2 separate regions of the Mus musculus genome follow, and region 2 is linked to region 1. Evidence: chromatin contacts called from public promoter capture Hi-C data. All regions are on one chromosome and are shown on one strand. Each heading gives the region's core, a stretch centred on a gene start, on an enhancer-like site or on the middle of the called end of the contact. The rest is flanking DNA. Distances are from core to core; before and after follow the strand shown. Region 1 overlaps Gm39465 (a long non-coding RNA gene). Region 2 holds the start of Abhd5 (abhydrolase domain containing 5).

The links. Promoter capture Hi-C pulls out the DNA fragments that hold promoters and counts their contacts.
Region 2: a contact with region 1 is called in a promoter capture Hi-C map of liver, with 2.6 times the contacts expected there. The contact joins the promoter of Abhd5 here to the enhancer-like site in region 1. A contact is called at or near these places in 6 of 39 promoter capture datasets (the 3T3-L1 cell line, cranial neural crest, hippocampal neurons and 3 more), 1 of 484 Hi-C or Micro-C datasets (muscle stem cells), 2 of 115 datasets of contacts at active chromatin or transcription factors (bone marrow-derived macrophages and pancreatic cancer cells) and 1 of 9 other capture datasets (pancreatic islet).

Annotation. Positions count from the first base shown.
Region 1 is chr9:122,030,830-122,033,529 of GRCm38.p6, reverse strand. The region is part of intron 1 of Gm39465 (a long non-coding RNA gene); the gene reads left to right. Among named protein-coding and RNA genes, the nearest start is that of Gm39464, 15 kb to the left of the region's middle. Within about 2 kb of position 1,274, at least 12 of the 459 cell types and tissues checked have an H3K27ac peak or open chromatin away from gene starts, as enhancers often do. A contact at or near this core is called in liver, where this site is marked.
Region 2 is chr9:122,350,242-122,352,941 of GRCm38.p6, reverse strand. It overlaps Abhd5 (abhydrolase domain containing 5), which reads right to left and starts at 1,326. Exons shown (of 7, transcript NM_026179.2): 1 at 1,103-1,326. The coding sequence starts at 1,155.

The sequences.
Region 1 (2,700 bases), core at 25-2,524:
GGGTAGACATGTGGCCAGGGAGGGGGTTCCCAGACAGACTCACAGGAGAACCATACAGCTCCCCAGTGCCAACAGCCAGGAAGGGTGGAGTGGTGTCTTGGAGAAGTGGGGTCTCCTCTGACGTGAGGTGGGGTGACAATGGGAAGGGCCTGTTTTTTTGTTGTTGTTTGGTTTGTTTTTTTGTTTTTTTGTTTTTTTGTTTTTTTGTTTTTTTGTTTTTTGTTTTTTTGAGACAGGGTTTCTCTGTATAGCCCTGTCTGTCCTGGAACTCACTTTGTAGACCAGGCTGGCCTTGAACTCAGAAATCTGCCTGCCTCTGCCTCCCAAGTGCTGGGATTAAAGGTGTGCGCCACCACGCCCGGCGGGAAGGGCCTGTTTTAAGGATTTCCATTGCATCAATCCATTGATCCTCACAACCATCCTAGGACCTGCTATTTTTATTCCTCCCACAGGGAAACTGAAGCACGGTGAAGTTAAGCGATACCAAGATGAAGGTCACTTCACCTTGACAAGGGTGTGGTCAAGATGTGTGCCCAGACAGTGTGGCTCCAAAGCCACAGTCTTACCTTCATGTCATTCCCCCAAATCGGTTCTGCTTACCTGCTTGGTGACAGGATGGTCTCCAAGCGTAAGCATCCCCTGGGGATTTGTCCTAGGACAGATTTCTGGGAGTTTAAGACATAAATGGGGACAGCTCTTTCTGAACAAGGACAGAATACAGTGTGGTGACTCTCTGGGGACTGGCTCTCTGCCTGCTAGCACCACAGCTGGGTCCTCCATGACCTGTCATGGGTCAGAGTACTGTAGCTTGGCATACTCTTCTCCCTGGGGCTGGAGACCCCAAATATGTGGAGTTAAGATACACATGAAAGGCTCTACAGTCATGTTTCAGTTTGTTTTCAGCATCTAGGTGTTGGCTTGGCTGTTTGCAGGGACTTCCTCCAGGGTCTGTGGCAAACAAATGCCACAAGTTTGACAGGTCTGAAAAATCCCACCCCATAGCCTCTTCCTCCGTGTCTTGAGTCTTTGTCAATAGGGTGATTCCTAGGGACCTAACAAAGGACCAACAGTCTCCTTAGTACAGCCCAGGATAGGTGGTGAGGGACCAGTGGGACTTGGCAGGGACCACTGAGCCCCACACCAGGTGAACGAAGCCACCTGCTCCTCAGTTTGCCTGGAATATTGCTGTGACTGCCAAGGCTTTACCAGAGCCAGATCCTGGGGTGTGACCAGACCTGCCACTGTGCTGCCTGCCTGGCCTGGCTGTGTACTCGGAGGACACTAGCTAGGTGGGTGAAAGGTCACCCAAAGAAGCCTTGCCCATGGTTGGCACCTGACCCACACGATGAAAGGTCATTTGAACTGGACTAATCACCTTGACTCCACATGACCTCACCTCAGGAGAGAGGGGACTCATGCTCTAGGAACAGCAGCACCTACAGGCCCAGAACTGAGTGTAACTGCAGCTTCTAGGGAATTATCTTGTCTGAGATGAGAGCTGTGAGCTTTTGGTGGCTCATGACTCTGCAACCGAGCTTAGGTCACAGGGAGGCTACATGCCACTGGGGTCTGGTGTCTTCCTCTGCCATTCTGGGATAAATGTCTGCTTTCTTCCTTCCTTAGGTCTACTCAGATCCTGGCTGGTACAGGTGGGAGGCCTCAGAGGTAGGGGGCTGTTTCATCCTGTGAGTGCTATAGAGTCCAAATAATTTTCCTGGACTCCATCAGAACCTGTGGCTAATCATTCAGAAAGTGCAGGTCTTCTTTAACTGTGACAGTGGTCATGAACCTGAGCACCTCATTGGCCAGACATAGACTATTGTGTGTAAGAAGTGACTATGCCCACTTGTACACCAGGGTTGAGGAGACAGTGTGGAGGAGCTCCGTCTAGCCATTTCTCAAATGCCATGGCCGCCCTAGGTTTTCCTAGCTCTGTGCCTCAGCTCTCTTGATTATATCTCAGATGTTGAATTGTACAGCTTAACATCTAGCTTCTCAAAATATGTCTCTGGAGCCAGAGGCATCATGGGAAATCAGTTATTAATGCATATTCCTACATGTGGTCCTGGGATTGTTGAATTAGAAACTGCATTTTCGAAGGCTCTCTGGTAAATTGACGTACATGTTGAAATGAGCCTTTGAATGGATTGTGTGTGTGTGTGAGTGCACATGTATGTGGATGCATGTGTGCATATATGTTTATGCATATGGGAGCCAAAGGACAGCTTCAAGTGTCTTTCCTCAGACACCGCCACCTCTTCTTTGAGACAGGATCTCTCACTGGCCTGGAACTCAACAAGCAGCCTAGGCTAGCCAGCCAGTGAGCCTCAAGCACTCGCTTGTCTCTGCTTCCCCAGTGCTGGGGTTTCAAAGTGCTCAGCTTTTCATGTGTCTCCTCAGGATGGGATTCAGGCCCTCATACTTACATGATGAGTGAGCACGCACCTTACAAACAGAGCTATCTCTCTCTATGTCCGACTTTAGAGATTTTACAAAGCAGCCGAAGCAAAGGTGGAGGATGGGGCCTGGGAGTCTGTTTTCACAAAGCTCCCCAGTGTCTCTAACAGGCAGTCTGGGTTCGGCAACACTGGCCTAGAGGAGCCAATGGCAAGCTCTGTTTGCACCTTCCTTCGACCCCCCTCTCCCTTGCTCCAATGTTTCCATGGCAACAGAAGCAGCAGCTTCTTTCCCCTCCTGTTT
Region 2 (2,700 bases), core at 77-2,576, 320 kb before region 1:
CAGTATCAAGACCAAAAGGGCCCACAAGTTAGAATTCTCAGAGCCAGAAAAATGTCCTGACAAATTTAATAGAAACCCAAGCTACCAGGTCCTAGTTGTACCACATGACACTCTGTATTTCATGTCAATATAACTAGGAAGTTCAACAACAGACCAAAACAGTGGCTCCACTTGTTAATTATCACTTAAACAAAACTTGAAGAGTGTAGTTTCTAGCATTTCAAAAATATTCCTCCCCTAACATCTTTCCAAAATACTTACTTTCACATTACCATAATCTATTTACCCTATGGTTATCTTTCCCATACAAATGTCTCCAAATAGCTGAAGTACAACTGTCAAAATAATTTATAAAGGAGATGTATAGTCCCGTCCATATAAAACAAGTAGCCTTTTGAGAATCAGTGAAATAACTTTCATAGTAATTTAATTTTTCCACCAAGCATTGTTCTACTCACAAGGGCATGACATATCAAAAACAAAAAAGAATAACTTACTATGTCTATGAAGAAGTTGGGTGTGGTGGTTCACACATGTGATCTCAGCACTGGACGGCTGAGGCAAAAGGATTGGGTCTCTGCAGAGTTGAAAAGCTACCCTGGTCTACAGATTTCCAGGCCAGCAAGGGCTACATAGAGTGACTCCGGTTTCCAAAAAAAACAAAACAACAACAACAACAACTTAAGGGCTTCCTTCCTGTTAGGCATCTGCCCTTCAACTTTCACAAAGTTTGCCAGGGCTAGTGAAGCCAGACCGCCGGGTCACGGGAGCGCACGCACGGGGCAGCGGGAGGTGGGACGCAAGCGCCCCAGGCGCACCGGCGGCGATCGGCTGTCCCGCGAGGCTCCGAGTCCGACGCCTTCTCCCACCCTGGCGACGCACGGCTCCCGGCGCGGAGTTCTGAGCTCCGCCGCGCTCGGGATCACCGGGACGGCCGTCAACAGCAGCCGCTTTCCCTCCCCGCAGCCCCGCGGCCCTGACCGGGCCTGTCTGCCCCGACGGGTCGAGAGAGCGGGCGCCCGCGCCTTCCCTCGGCTGGCCGCCCGGGGTCGCCAGAGCGCACGAGACCCACGTCGTCCCCCCCTTCCCGGGTGATCCTCACCCTCCACCGGCGTCTGCCGAGTCCACCTCCTCCTCCGCCGCCATCGCTTTCATCACCGCCGCCGCGCAAGCGCAGGGACACACCTCGAAGCCGGCTGACAGGCCGACTGGGCGGCCCCGGGCCGCGGCCGCCCTTAAGACCGCACCGCCCGCGCATGCGTCGTCCGCCCGCTGGGACGATCCGAGGGCGCGGCCGCGCCACCGCAGGCTCGGCGTCCCAGCGGCCCGGCCTCGCAGACACGCATGCGCTGCCCGCCTGTCGCGCGGAGGCGGGGGCACTGGTAAGGAAGGTCAGCCCGACGCCGCGGGAGCCTAGGTAGTCATCCGTCGGAATAATGACCATTAATGCGTCATTCCGCCCGTGTGGACTGCCCTGGACGGGGCGCTAGGCAAGCCGTAGGTAGCCTGGAGTGAGACCCCAGCCAGAAATAGCCTGAGTGGCAGAAGTGCGCATCCTGTGGTGCTGGACCCTCCAGCCCTTACTTTCAGGTGGTGGCCTCTAGGAACTTGCACTCCACCCTGCCAGACTCTAGACTCCGGAAGGCTGAGAGCTTATGTGTGGGTACTAGAATTACACACACACCACCACCATCACCACCACCACCATCATCATCCCCACAGACCACAGAAGAGAGGGGCGAGGGAGGGAGAGAGGGAGAGCACTTCCTAGAATCCATTCTAAAATGATAGAGGGCTGAGGGCTCATAAAAATATTCTCATGAGCTCGATATGGTGGTCCACACCCTTCAAAAACACTTGGGAGTCAGAGGCAAACACATTTCTGTGAGTTGGATTAGCCTGATTAGCCAGCCAGAGCTACACAGTGAGACCCTGTCTTTAAAATAAATAAATTTAAAGGGGAGAGGGCTCGAGGGATGGCTCAGTGGTTAAGAGTGCATACTGTCCTATAGAAGAGAATGGGTTTGTTTCCAGCATCCATGTGGAGCCCCACAACTGCTTGTAATTCCAGTTCCAGGGGAGCAACACCCTCTTCTGGCCTCAGAGCACCTTAATGTATATGGTGCACATACAGGCAAGGAGGCACACCCTCGAGTGGGATTATTTTAATAATTTTTTTCCTGGTTAAGGGACGTGAGCAAATGCGTGAAAGTGATAAAGAGTAAAGCTCAGTACAGGCAAATGAAAGTCAGCAGCTAGCAAGTAAGTCCAAGACTGCGCTTTAAAAATAGAATTCAGAACTATGGCACTCACTGTGATTAAACAAATAGAGGCATCCTGGTGTTGCATAAGGGATGTTTCCCTTGGCTGGGGGCAGGTTCCTCCGGTCAGGAGAAAGTGTATGAACTAGCCTAGCTCTTTGTGCTTGTGACAAGCTGCCTACAGCTGGAGCTGTGTTGTGCAGGGGCCATCTATGCATTAGTTCCTAGGTTCAATTCCCATCCTGCCCTCTACCCCACACTCCAAAAAATGAAATTCTGAGAATATGTAATAGGTTCTCTTAGTTCAGCCACACCTGGGTGGTACTGATGCCCGGAACTACTCAGGAGCCTGATGTAAGCTAACTGAGTCTCAAATAATTCTAATAAGGCCAAAATATGTGGCATTCCCCCTTTCCCAGAGATCTAACCAAGAGCAGGT